2 separate regions of the Macaca mulatta genome follow, and region 1 is linked to region 2. Evidence: chromatin contacts called from public Hi-C data. All regions are on one chromosome and are shown on one strand. The core of a region is the stretch at or near the end of the contact, and the rest is flanking DNA. Distances in the headings are between cores, read along the strand shown. Region 1 holds the start of PSMD2 (proteasome 26S subunit ubiquitin receptor, non-ATPase 2). Region 2 holds the start of EIF2B5 (eukaryotic translation initiation factor 2B subunit epsilon).

Evidence for each region. A called contact is a pair of places that touch in the nucleus more often than the background predicts.
Region 1: a Hi-C map of CD4 T cells shows a contact between it and region 2, with 2.9 times the contacts expected there. The contact joins the promoter of PSMD2 here to the promoter of EIF2B5 in region 2. A contact is called at or near these places in 3 of 14 Hi-C or Micro-C datasets (CD4 T cells, fetal cortex germinal zone and liver).

Annotation. Positions count from the first base shown.
Region 1 is chr2:96,434,044-96,440,893 of T2T-MMU8v2.0, forward strand. PSMD2 (proteasome 26S subunit ubiquitin receptor, non-ATPase 2) reads left to right here and starts at 5,328. Exons shown (of 21, transcript XR_013413716.1): 1 at 5,328-5,494; 2 at 5,942-5,998; 3 at 6,375-6,539.
Region 2 is chr2:96,266,904-96,273,512 of T2T-MMU8v2.0, forward strand. It overlaps EIF2B5 (eukaryotic translation initiation factor 2B subunit epsilon), which reads left to right and starts at 3,538. Exons shown (of 16, transcript NM_001266121.1): 1 at 3,538-3,737; 2 at 4,791-4,915; 3 at 6,125-6,310; 4 at 6,402-6,579. The coding sequence starts at 3,543. It overlaps LOC144339076 (a long non-coding RNA gene), which reads right to left and starts at 3,415. Exons shown (of 4, transcript XR_013413733.1): 1 at 3,344-3,415; 2 at 2,853-2,878; 3 at 2,677-2,734; 4 at 1,132-2,419.

The DNA.
Region 1 (6,850 bases), core at 4,078-6,577, 170 kb after region 2:
GCCGAGGCTGGTGGATCACTTGAGGTCAGGAGTTTGAGACCAGCCTGGCTAACATGGTAAAACCCCATTTCTACTAAATATACAAAAAATTAGCCAGGTGTGGCGGCACATGCCTGTAATCCCAGCTACTTGGGAGGCTGAGGTAGGAGAATCACTTGAACCTGGGAGGCGGAGGTTGCAGTGAGCCGAGATTGTGCCACTGCACTCCAGCCTGGGCAACAAGAGGGAAACTCTGTCTCAAAAAAGAAAAAAGAAAAAAAGAAAATAAAAAAATACAATTCGCTGTCAGTCCCAGGAATTAAGAGTAAGAAGGGCCACAGCACAATCTGGCTGTTTGAAGAATATCTCACAAAGAAAGAAGCAAGCCAGTGGAGACAGTGCAATGCTGAGTGCTGCCAGGAGCATGCCTGGTGTTATGTAAGTGATGGCTTTGGGTTGAACAGTTCTCTGATGTGTGAGCTATCCATAAGATACTATAGCTCTACGGCTTAGGCTGTGTTTGGGGGGCAGCATGGCAGGCTTCCAGATGTAATGTAAGGAAGGAGGAAAGTAGGGTCAGGTAATGGGCTGGCCCCGATTGGAGAGCAGTTTGGCCACAAGGCTGGGAGTTTGGTGATATGGTAGGAAGGAGTGCTCCTAGAAAAATACTTTGGATGAAATGAAGTGTGAAGCAGGACATCAGTGTTATCAAGGGGCCTTGAAAAAATGCCCACAGCTGGGCACAGTGACACACACCTGTAATCCCAGCACTTTGAGAGGCCAAGGCGGGTGGATCACTTGAGATCAGGATTTTGAGATCAGCCTGCCCAATGTGGCAAAACCCCGTCTCTACTAACAATACAAAAATTAGCACTGGGCACGGTGGCTCAAGCCTGTAATCCCAGCACTTTGGGAGGCCGAGACGGGTGGATCGAGACTATCCTGGCTAACATGGTGAAACCCCGTCTCTACTAAAAATACAAAAAAGATTAGCCAGGCGTGGTGGCGGGCGCCTGTAGTCCCAGCTACTCGGGAAGCTGAGGCAGGAGAATGGCGTAAACCTGGGAGGTGGAGCTTGGAGTGAGCTGAGATCGTGCCACTGCACTCCAGCCTGGGCGACTGAGCAAGACTCCGTCTCAAAAAAAAAAAAAAAAAATTAGCCAGCATGGTGGCGGGCACCTGTAATCCCTACTACTCAGGAGGCTAAGGCAGGAGAATTGCTTGAACCCAGGAGGTGAAAGTTGCAGTGAACTGAGATGGCGCCACTGCACTCCAGCCTAGTGACAGAGTGAGACTCCGTCTCAAAAAGAAAAACAAAAGAATGGCCAGACATTTGCATTTGGCAAGAGAAACTTGGAAGCTTGAGGGCTTGGAGGCAGGGAGTAGGGGACAAGAATATTTAACTCACCCTGTAGATTTGAGGTAATTGGAAAATAAAATGACAACTGCCTGCTTTCTAGTTGCCAGGCATCTACCTGGGCACTTTAAATACCTCAGCTCTTTTCTTTTCTTTTTTTTTTTTTTGAGATTGAGTCTCACTCTGTTGCCCAGGCTGGAGTGTAGTGGTGCTATCTTGGCTCACCACAACCTTCGCCTCCCAGGTTCACACCATTCTCCTGCCTCAGCCTCCCAAGTAGCTGGGACTACAGGTGCATGCCACCATATTCGGCTAATTTTTGTATTTTTAGTAGAGACAGAGTTTCACTATGTTGGCCAGGCTGGCCTCGAACTCCTGACCTCATGATCCACCCGCCTTGGCCTCCCAAAGTGCTGGGATTACAGGCGTGAGCCACCGCTCCCAGCCTCATTTCTTCATAACAACTTACAAGAGAGATACTTTATGATTCACATTTTACAGAAGCAGAAACCAAGCTGAGAGAGATTAGGTAGCTTGCCCAAGCTTCACGGCTGGTGAATGGCAGAATTTGGTTGTAAATATCAGATCTACCTCTAAAACTTGTGTTCTCCTATGTGTAAAACCCCCAATGTTTTATTTCAAAACATTTCAAACCTACAAAAATGTTGAAACATACTACAACACCTATTCATTTACTCTTCATCTGCAGTCACCTGAGCTTTATTAAAGCCACATCACCTTACCTCCTCTAAGGTACTGGCTGGGGTGTGACTGGTATGTGGCACAAAATCTGCGATCTGATAGAAGTCATGGGGCTGGGCACGGTGGCTCACACCTGTAATTCCAACACTTTGGGAGGCTGAGATGGGCGGATCACCTGAGGTCAGGAGTTCAAGACCAGCCTGGCCAACATGGTGAAACCCCGTCTCCACCAAAAATACAAATATTAGCTGGGCAAGTTGGCGTGTGCCTATAATCCCAGCTACTCGGGAGGCCGAGGCAGGAGAATCACTTGAACCCAGGAGGCGGAGGTTGCAGTGAGCCAAGATCGCGTCATTGCACTCCAGCTTGGGCAACAGAGCAAGACTCCGTCTCAGAAAAAAAAAAGAAAGAAAGAAAAAAAGAAAGAAAAGAAAAAAAAGAAGTCATGGATAAAGAGGAGATTTAGAAAAAAATCCCTCTACAGATGACTGAAGAAAGTGAAAATGTATGGACACCGTGAAGCCAGAGATAGAATAGGCAGAACAGTTATGGACTGTTGAATTTTTGTCTAAAGACCAGCGATGGGGGAGTCATCGGCAATGGCAATGGAAGGTCATGCCTAGAATCCAAACACTGAGTGGAAAAGAGCAACAGGTATTTAAAATGGATTCAGACCTTTACTTCTGTATCTACACGAACATTTAGCCAACATTCATTCAGTGCTATGTTGTACTAGGTGTCTTTCACTCTTCAATGTGTCAGAACCCATAAAATAAGATTCCTAGAAGACTCCTGAGTGTTCCCACTAGGTGAAGGGGAGAAGAGTTACTTCCTTTTTTTCCTCACCTTACACACACACACACACACACACACACACACACACACACAGCCGAAGAAGAAACTCTGAGCCGGGCGCAGTGGCTCAGACCTGTAATCCCAGCACACTTTGGGAGGCCAAGACGGGCGGATCACGAGGTCACGAGATCCAGACCATCCTGGCTAACATGGTGAAAACCCGTCTCTACTAAAAATACAAAAAATTAGTCGGGCGTGGTGGCGGGTGCCTGTAATCCCAGCTACTCCAAAGGCTGAGGCAGGAGAATGGCGTGAACCCGGGAGGCGGAGCTTGCAGTGAGCCGAGATCCCTCCACTGCACTCCAGCCTGGGCAACAAAGCGAGACTCCGTCTCAAAAAGAGAAAAAAGAAGAAACTTTGGGGTTTGCCTAAAACAGTCGAGGGCTTTGAAGACTGGAAGACTGAGCTTTAAATCCTGATTCGGCCAGGCGCGGTGGCTCACGCTTGTAATCCCAGCACTTTGGGAGGCTGAGGTGGGCGGATCATCTGTGTTCGGGAGTTGGAGACCAGCCTGACCAACAGGGAGAAACCCTGTCTCTACTAAAAATACAAAAATTAGCTGGACGTGGTGGCACATGTGTAATCCCAGCTACTTGAGAGGCTGAGGCAGGAGAATCGCTTGGACCCGGGAGGCGGAGGTTGTGGTGAGCCGAGATTGCGCCATTGCACTCCAGCCTGGGCAACAGAAGAGAAACACTTTCTCAAAATAAATAAATAAATAAAATAAAAAATAAATCCTCATTCTACTACTTGATATGATCTCCTCTGTCAAATGGACCTAACCCTACCAATCTCAAAAGGTTGTAAGAAGTGCATGGACTCACTCAAAAGCAGTCCTGACATAAGCGGGTCAGTCACGCTCCTCTAAGACTGCACAGGGAAAGACGAGAAGATAGCGGAGGAAGACCTTGTCTTGTTCTGCTTTTAACTCCAGAACTTGGCGGGGAGCACAGGGCTTTATTGATCGATTTCGACTCCACCTGGCTCCCCAAAGTATTTAAAATGGTAGCCACGGGAATAGCAGAGTACTCTCTTTCAACTGAGTAAGAATATCAAATGAGGTTAATAAGCCGGGCGCAGTGACTCACACCTGTAATCCCAACACTTTGGGAGGCCAAGGCAGGCGGATCACCACGTCAGGAGTTCGAGACCAGCCTGACAAACACGGTGAAACCCTGTCTCCACTAAAAATACAAAAATTAGCCAGGCGTGGTGGTACGTGACTGTAATCCCCAGCTACTTGAGAGGCTGAGGCAGAAGAATCGCTTGAACCTGGGAGGCGGAGGTTGCAGTAAGCCGAGATCGCGCCACTGCACTCCAGCCTGGGCGACAGAGGGAGACTCCATCTCAAAAAAAAAAAAGTTTTAGTGGGTCTGTCATGATTCGCAAATGTAGAAACCTGATGATTTTCCAATGCCTAGTTCTAGCCTCCAAAGACAGCCCCCAGTGGGTCATTATTATACACAAAGATGGCCTGAAGATGAATACAAAGCCATTCATTCATTCATTCATTCATTCATTCATTCATTCACGCATGCCTGTATTCTGCAAACATTTATCAAGGCCTACCACAAGCCAGGCACTAGGCTGGAGGCTAGGAGCATAAAGATGAATAAGACACAGTTCCAGGCCGGGCACAGTGGCTTATGTCTGTAATTCCAGCACTTTGGGAGGCCGAGGCAGGCAGATAACTTGAGGTCAGGAGTTCGAGACCAGCCTGGCCAACATAGTGAAACCCCCATCTCTACTAAAAAATACAAAAATTAGCTGGGCTTGGTGGCGGGCGCCTGTAATCCCAGCTATTGGGCTGAGGCACGAGAATCGCCTGAACTCGGTATGGGGAGGTTGCAGTGAGCTGAGATGGCGCCACTGCACTCCAGCCTGGGCGAGACAGCGAGTCTCCTCAAAAGCAACAACAACAATAACAAAGACAAATGAAGTTAATATTTCACAGTGGGCTAGACACAGTTACACAGACTTTATACAGGCGGCAATCAAGCGTCCTGGACTTCAAGAAATCTACTTTGTCTGTCGCGCCACGCAGCCAACTGGAGTGTCACTGTGGGTTCTATTTACACCGTTATGAGAAAAACCTATGGCCAAGGAAAACTCGGTATCTCGGGTCGCAAACCGCCCATCTACGGCAGCGAGCGTACCCAAACGCCACACGGCGAAGTCCCGCTGGATGCAGGAAACTCCGAAGAGGTCGGGGACCAGGAGTGCCTATGGCGCGAGGGAGGCTGGGAATTGTAGTCTCCGCCTGCCTCCGAGGGCGGGGTCAGGGGGCGGGGCTCTCAGGCCATGTGGGTGGATGGGTCGCCGAGCGCCCCCGGCTCGCCCCGGCGTTTCCGGTCGCGGGTGGCCTCTGGAGGAGGAGGGGCGCCGCGGCCGACGCGCGCGAGGCGGTCTGGGAAAAAGGGCGGTGCGAGCGGGTGCGCGCGCAGCGGGCCGGCAGTGGCGGCGGAGATGGAGGAGGGAGGCCGGGACAAGGCGCCGGTGCAGCCCCAGCAGCCCCCAGCGGCGGCCCCCGGCGGCACGGACGAGAAGCCAAGCGGCAAGGAGCGGCGGGATGCTGGGGACAAGGACAAAGAACAGGAGCTGGTGAGGCGCGACCCCAAGAGCCGGCGGAGGAGGCCGCGGGGCTGAGTCACGGCGGCTCCACAGGCCTCAGGCCCGACACCCAACGACCCCACCGCACCAGGGAGAGGGCGGTTGGGGCGACCCTCGGGACTCCCGGCACCCTGCCTCTCTGCTCCTCATTCTCCGTTCCGCGCTGTCACCTCCGCCGTCTCCACCAACCCTCACCACCGCCGCGTGAGGTGGACTCGGGCGGGTCATTGTCACCTCCGTTTCCTAGAGTGGCTTTCAAGTAGAGCCTCGTTCAGAACCCAGGCTGATTTCCCACCAGAGCTTCCTATTCCCACTGTTTCCTTGCCCACCTGGCCCCTCCTAAGAAGGCAGGCTTATTCTCCACCTGCCCCGGGTAAGTGGGAGGAGGACGTCTTTGGGATTCCTTCTCTTAATGAGCTGCTTCTCCCAACCCTCCAGTCTGAGGAGGACAAACAGCTTCAAGATGAACTGGAGATGCTCGTGGAACGACTGGGGGTGAGTCACGATGTTAACACGATTCGGACATGTTTGGATCTTTCCCACTTGTTTGTTTTATTCTGTTTTGAGGCAACTGCTGTGTGCGGTGGACTGTATTTTAGAGTCAGTGTTATGATGATGTTGGGAGGCAGGAGAGTTACAAAGGGTATTCGTGCAGTTTTGCAGCTTTCTCTTGTGGGAGAAGCAGAGTTCTTAACTCTTAACTTGGGTCATTTGTTTTTGTGCCAGGCAGGGTGCAGGGAGTTGAGGAATCACAGATGAATGAATAAGACACGGCTATTTCCTTGGAGGAGTTGTTAAGTTAAATATCTCTGTATTATGACTTGAAGGGGTGTGACTCCTTTTTGTCTGAGCCCTGTCTTCTCTTGATCAGGAGAAGGACACATCCCTGTATCGACCAGCGCTGGAGGAATTGCGAAGGCAAATTCGTTCTTCTACAACTTCCATGACTTCAGTGCCCAAGCCTCTCAAATTTCTGCGTCCACACTATGGCAAACTGAAGGAAATCTATGAGAACATGGCCCCTGGGGAGAATAAGGTAAAACAGTTTCAAACCTGGTGGAGGCCTAGTTTAGGAATTCCTTTTTACCCAGACCATGGGGGGGCTCATTGTGAGTCACAGGCAGCCTGATAGACCTAAGCCCTGATCTATTTGAGCAGAGTTCATCACAGTCAAAATATCCATAAAAGAGCTGAAAGGAAAATCAACTTCTCAGAAGACACCGTTTCTGTTATTTGTGTTGGACTTTGGGGTTTCATTATAATGGTTTATTTTTAACTTATGTTTAATCTTGGTTTTTCTCTTTCCTTCTATCCCATGCACATTCATTTATCTCTAAAATATGTTCC
Region 2 (6,609 bases), core at 2,288-4,787:
GTTTGTCTACAGTTGATCACATACTCAGTTACTGACTAGCAACAACCAGTCATTCATTCAACAAATATTTAGTGAGCATCTGCCTTGTACCAGTTACTCTTCTAGACACCTGGGCTATAGTAGTGAATAAAATAAACAGAAAGCCTACAGAGCTTATATTCTAAACTGATTTCATATTCAAGACTCATTTTGAAATCTAAATTCAGAGAAAGAAACAGAACTAGCCTGGGCAACACAGAAAGACCCCATCTCTACAAAAACTACAAAACTTAGGTGTGGTGGCAGGTGCCTGTTGTCCCAACTACTCTGGAGGCTGAGGAAGAAGGACTGCTTGAACCCAGGAGTTTGAGGCTGCAGTGAACTATGATTGTGCCACTGTATTCCAGCCTGGGCAACAGAGCACAACCCTGTTTCCAAGCAAAAAGAAAGAAAGAAAAGAAAAGAAAAAGAGGCTGGGTGTGGTAGCTCACGTCTGTAATCCCAGCACTTTGAGAGGCCGAGGCAGGTGGATCACCTGAAGTCAGGAGTTTGAGACCAGCCTGGCCAACATGGCGAAACTCCATCTTTATTAAAAATACAAAAATTAGCCAGGTATGCTGGCGTGAGCCTGTAATCCCAGCTACTCAGGGGGGCCTGGGTAGGAAAATCACTTGAACCTCAGAGGCGGAGGTTGCAGTGAGCCAAGATCGCGCCACTGCACTCCAGCCTGGGTGACAGAGTGAGACTCTGTCTCAAAAAAAAAAAGAAAAGAAAAGAAAAGAAAAAGAACCAGAACTGGCAGTTGACCAAATATATGAAAAAAAATGTTCAACCTCACTGAAATAGATAAATGCAAATTAAAAATACACTTATTTTCCTTTATAGATTGGTAGAAAATCCAAACTATTGACAAAATACTTTGTTGGTGAGGCTATGGGGAAACAGGCACTCTCATACATTGCTGGTTTAAGTGCAAAATGACACATTGTCCAGGGAGAGCAATTAAGCAATATCTCTATGAGTTCCACCAGTGCCTCATCAGACTTGCCAGTGAGTTCAACAATGTACCCTCTGCCATGGGAATTACATCCAATTTGAACCAGTTACTCTAATAATAAAGTCTAAGAAATAAATGCAAATTTATAAAGACTATATGTAGAAATACGTTTATTGTGGCATTATGTGTAATCGTAGAAACTGCAAAAAAAATCTGCAATATTTCTCAAGAGAGAAATGGTTGGATAAACAATGGTATATTCATGCTATGGAATTTAATGGAATCATTGAAAATTGCTACGTTTGTCTACATTCCCTCATATGTTAAATAAAAATCAAGTTGCAGACAAAATGCATAACTATCAAAATAGCTACGTTACCTTCACAATGTGTCAATGCCTGTTCTAAGGGCTTTTCATATATTATTTCATTTAATTCTCACAAGAACCATATGGGATAAGTATTATTATTATCCCGTTTCAAAGATGAAGTCCAGGCATAGAGAGGCTGAGTTGCCCAAAGTTACCCATCTAGGGTCTGGAAAGGAAGCCAGGCAGTCTGGCTCTAACATACCAGCATATAACCATAATTATCTAAACATAATTCTGTGTTTGAATACATGTGGATATACATATATTATATTTGAATACATATGTATGGGTGTGTGTGTGTAGGCATACACTCTAGCTCTAGTTCGAGATATACAAATTTAGGGAGGAAATGAAACGAATACCCATCAAATTATTAAGAATGGTTATGACTCTACAGATTGGATAGGATGAAAGAAGTGGGGAAAGGAAATTTTACTTCTTTACGTAGTGTGTGTGAGACAGATTATGTATATGTGGTTTCCAATATATTTCAAGTAAGTTTAAAAAAAAAAAAAGTTTGAGAGAGTCTTCCTGAAACTCATCTATTAAAATCATATCCATATAGCTACCAGTCTACAGAATTTTAAGACCTGGATTTACCATAAGCACAAATGCTTTTCGGCAGCGGATTCACCACTTCCCAACTTCCCAAGGTTGCGGGAATCATTTAAAATAAATGCTGCAATCGGACCTACTTTCCATACCCTGCCCCCCAAGAGTGTGTGTGTGTGTCCTATTTAATTCCTCCCCCCGCCCCCCATTTCTACCTCTGGATTTGTAAGGCAGTTGAACATTCCTTTTCTACAACGTGCATTCATTTAATTGAAAACTTTTACTTAATTGCCTTCAGCCTTTCCTTTTCCAGGATAAATCAAACGGTTTTCGTTCAGCACCCTAACCAGGGAAGAAATGACAGACTCCTCGGTTCCACGAGGCGAGCGCCGGGACACGACGGGTCAAGTCGGAATCGCCACGTGGAAACAACGCTCAGCATCGCAAACTTCAAATCCCGACGTGCAACGCGGGGCGGGATGGGAAGTTTGCAGGAACTGCAGAAGCCTGTGGCGTGGAACCTGGACAGGTCCCGTGCAAAAAGGGCGCGATGCTTTACAGAAAAGCTTCTTGCCTCCCAAATGACGCCCAGGCTTCCTGCCTTGTTCCACCTCTTTCCCACGGCCCCGCCCCTCTGCAGGGTTGGTTTATTCCCCGCAGCCCCCGCATCTTTCCCCAAAGAGAGAAAGGTGCTGCTGCGCCTTTTCAAGCCTTGGACCTTTACGCCCGCACTTTCCTCTGCCCAGAAAGCTTACTGCTTAATGCCAGTACAACTTACTGGTGTGCCTGGATCCACCCCTGTCTCCACTCTGCTTAAGACAGAGGAGGATGATAGGCTGGAAGAATGAATAGATGACATTAAATCGTCATTGTTATCCCCACATAACTTGGCAGCAAGATTGTGGAACTCTGCAGTCTGACAGATCGGGTTCCAATACCAGTTCTTCCACTTACTAGATGGGTAAACTTCCTTCATCCTTCTGAGAGTTCAAGAAATGTTTGCTGAACGAATGAATAAGATGTTTTGCAGAGATATGTGACGAATTAAATGAGATAATGCTTGTATCGTGCCTAGCCCAAAATCAGCGCTCAATGGAATTACTAGTCTCCCTACTATATGCCACCTTCTCTATGCAGGTTCTGAGTTCCTCGCAGCGGGGGGACATCTGGCTCGGTTCCATCTCCCCAAGGCGCTGGGTTCCCAGAAGTTTCTAGAATGAATACGGAGGGCTACATATTTCACATGCGCGGGGCGGGGAAACTGCTGGACGATTACAGGTTCCGGATGGAGCTGGCCCCTTCGTGGCGACCACAAATCCTATCACGCTGCAAGAATCTCGACTTGTTCACAGACAAATGAAGGCCGACGATACTTGCAGACCGAGTCTGACGTCTATGGGACCCCACCCCTACCCTGCGCCTCCAGGGGCCGGGACAACCGCGACCGGTCCCCACTCCTCGCGCCTCCGGGATCAACCTAGAACTCTGTGGGCGCCCGCAGAAGACGCATGCGCACTGCTCCCTCCTCGTCTCCTCCTTCCCTTCGTTAATTAGTTCATCGCATTTCAAGTGCTGGATCCTTTTTGTCCCTTATTGCGTGCGGTGTCAGCTTCCTTGCGGAAGTGGTGGCCGTGAGAGAAGAAGATGGCGGCCCCTGTAGTGGCGCCGCCTGGTGTGGTGGTTAGTCGGGCCAACAAGCGCAGCGGCGCGGGGCCGGGAGGCAGCGGTGGCGGGGGAGCCAGAGGGGCGGAGGAGGAACCGCCGCCGCCCCTACAAGCAGTTCTGGTGGCCGATAGCTTCGATCGCCGCTTCTTCCCCATCTCCAAGGACCAGCCTCGGGTGAGCGCAGCGCACGCGAGCAGCCAGAGGGCAGGAAGTGTGGCAGGGCTGGAGCAAGTTCTCCTTTCGGCTAACTACTACGGCAAGCCTTTGAAGGACTTGTGTCCATACTGTTATCCTAAAACCGAGTTTACGTGGTTAGGAAGGAGGCAGAGGTACTGTCTTAAACCCTGATGACTGCTGACCAAGTTAGTGGCCGGCAGATTTGGGCATTGGTAATGCTGTACACCTCGGGTTTGAAAGGAATGAAGAGAGCTAAATGTAGAAACAGCGCTTGAGAAAGTCTTCACGCGGGGATTCAGTGCCCCTGGAAGAGGCTGCGCCGCTTTTAACCTTGCAGATGACGGATGCTTAGGTGAAAAGAAACGACCTTTTGCCTCTGAAAGGGCGGTAATATGCCTTAAAAAGAACAGGCTAGATCTCGGTCAGTGTACTTTTTTTTTCCCCCTCCAGGTTCTAATGATACCCGGTGCTATCTGTCGAAAGGACAAAATGGGTTTAGTGGTTGATTGCCATCAGCCCCCGAGTTGTCTAGACAATGGAGTATTGAACTCAGCTGGGTCGTTCAGCAGCCCTCAGTTCAGAGAGAGGGAACTGCATGGGATTTAAGAAAATCCTCTCTAATTCTTTCGAAAAAGCCTAATGGCTGTTCATTTTTGAAAAGTGACGGGAGATGGCTAACCTCTGACACTTAGAAAGGGATCAAGGAAGGAAATCTTATGGGGAAGAAGGCCTTAGCAATGCTTAAATTTATGGAAATATGATTGATTTCCAGTATTATCCTTTGCCAGCGGTGAACTGCCATTCTGTCACAGCTCTGTGTCTGATACAAGGCACACAGATTCTGTACTTACCATCCCCAAATTGCAACGTTTCAGACTCAGGCTTAGAGCATGACGTGAACATCAAAGGCAGGAACCTGTGTACCTTTGAATTGGAAAGATACAGCAAAATTACACCATTTGGAAATATTAATAGAGGAGTGAAAATTGTTGCAGTGGGGTATCCAAAGGGATTCGAGACCTCAATTTTTTTTCATCTTCTATCCTTCAGGTCCTCTTGCCCCTGGCCAATGTGGCATTAATTGACTATACTCTGGAATTCCTGACTGCCACAGGTGTACAGGAAACATTTGTCTTTTGTTGCTGGAAAGCTGCTCAAATCAAAGAACATTTACTGTAAGGCCCTGCAACTTTTCTTCTTTTCTTTCCATGTTTCGCCATCTTTTTCCAGTTTCTTCAGGATGAATATAACTAAGGGGAAATGTGAGAAGGGAAAAATGTGTCTACTTAGACGTCATTGTAAGTTCTAAGGGTATTTTTTACACTTATCAGGAGGTGAGCAGCTGAAACTTTGTATCTGTCTGTCTTGGGTTTTCTATGACAAAGATTAAAGAATAAACTTGGGTTTTTTCTGAATCTCATTATAAAGTTTGGTCCCAGTGGACTTTGCTTTTATGTAATGGCTTCAGTATGGAAGTTACAACGATAACATCTTTGTTTTCCCACTGAGTTTCTAAATCTTGTTTGTTCTCACCTTCGAGGATATAAATGAGTTCCTTGTCATTTTTGTATTCCCACTGCCTAACTCAGTCCCAAGCATGTAGTGAGCACTTACATGTTTTTTGAAATCTTGAAAACTAGGGAATCTGGCCGGGCGCGGTGGCTCAAGCCTGTAATCCCAGCACTTTGGGAGGCCGAGGCGGGTGGATCACGAGGTCAGGAGATCGAGACTATCCTGGCTAACATGGTGAAACCCCGTCTCTACTAAAAATACAAAAAACTAGCCGGGCGTGGTGGCGGGCGCCTGTAGTCTCAGCTACTTGGGAGGCTGAGGCGGGAGAATGGCGTGAACCCGGGAGGCGGAGCTTGCAGTGAGCCGAGATCACGCCACTGCACTCCAGCCTGGGAGACACAGCGAGACTCTGTCTCAAAAAAAAAAAAAAAAAAAAAAAAGAAAACTAGGGAATCGCATCACTTATGGAAGTCCAGGAAATAAAGACTAGGACATTAGCATGGTCTCCATCAGACAGTTGCTAAATGTTATATAGATTGCAGAAGGGGAAAGCTGACATGAAGTGTGTTCCCAGGGTACTTTGTGTACCCTAGGCTTCAGCAGGATTTTGAGTTCAAATTGATGTTTAGGGACAAGGGGTCAAGGTATGGAGGGGAAATAACCATGTTTCCTAACCCATAAAACAAGACTGGTGACACAGGATGCTGAAAGCATTCATTGTAGTTCATGATTCTCTTTGAAGTTGAAGACGCTGGCAAGAACCCAAAAAAGCCATTGAGGACTGTGAATGCTGAATGGGGGTGAAAAATGGGGAAGGCTCAAATGATATTTATGCTTGATATATTCATTCCCCTCACCCTCCCTTCCTTTAGGAAGTCCAAGTGGTGCCGCCCTACATCTCTCAATGTGGTTCGAATAATTACATCAGAGCTCTATCGATCACTGGGAGATGTCCTCCGTGATGTTGATGCCAAGGCCTTGGTGCGCTCTGACTTCCTTCTGGTGTATGGGGATGTCATCTCAAACATCAATATCACCAGAGCCCTTGAGGAACACAGGTCAGGATGGGAAAATGACAGGAACAAGGGTTAAAGACCAGCAGAGCCCTGAGACTGCTTTTTGCAGTTCTCTCCCTCCTGTCCTTTATAGGTTGAGACGGAAGCTAGAAAAAAATGTTTCTGTGATGACGATGATCTTCAAGGAGTCATCCCCCAGCCACCCAACTCGTTGCCACGAAGAAAATGTGGTAGTGGCTGTGGATAATGCCACAAACAGGGTTCTCCATTTTCAGAAGACCCAGGGTCTCCGGCGTTTTTCGTTTCCTCTGGTGTGTGGATATCTGGGATCCTTAGAGGTG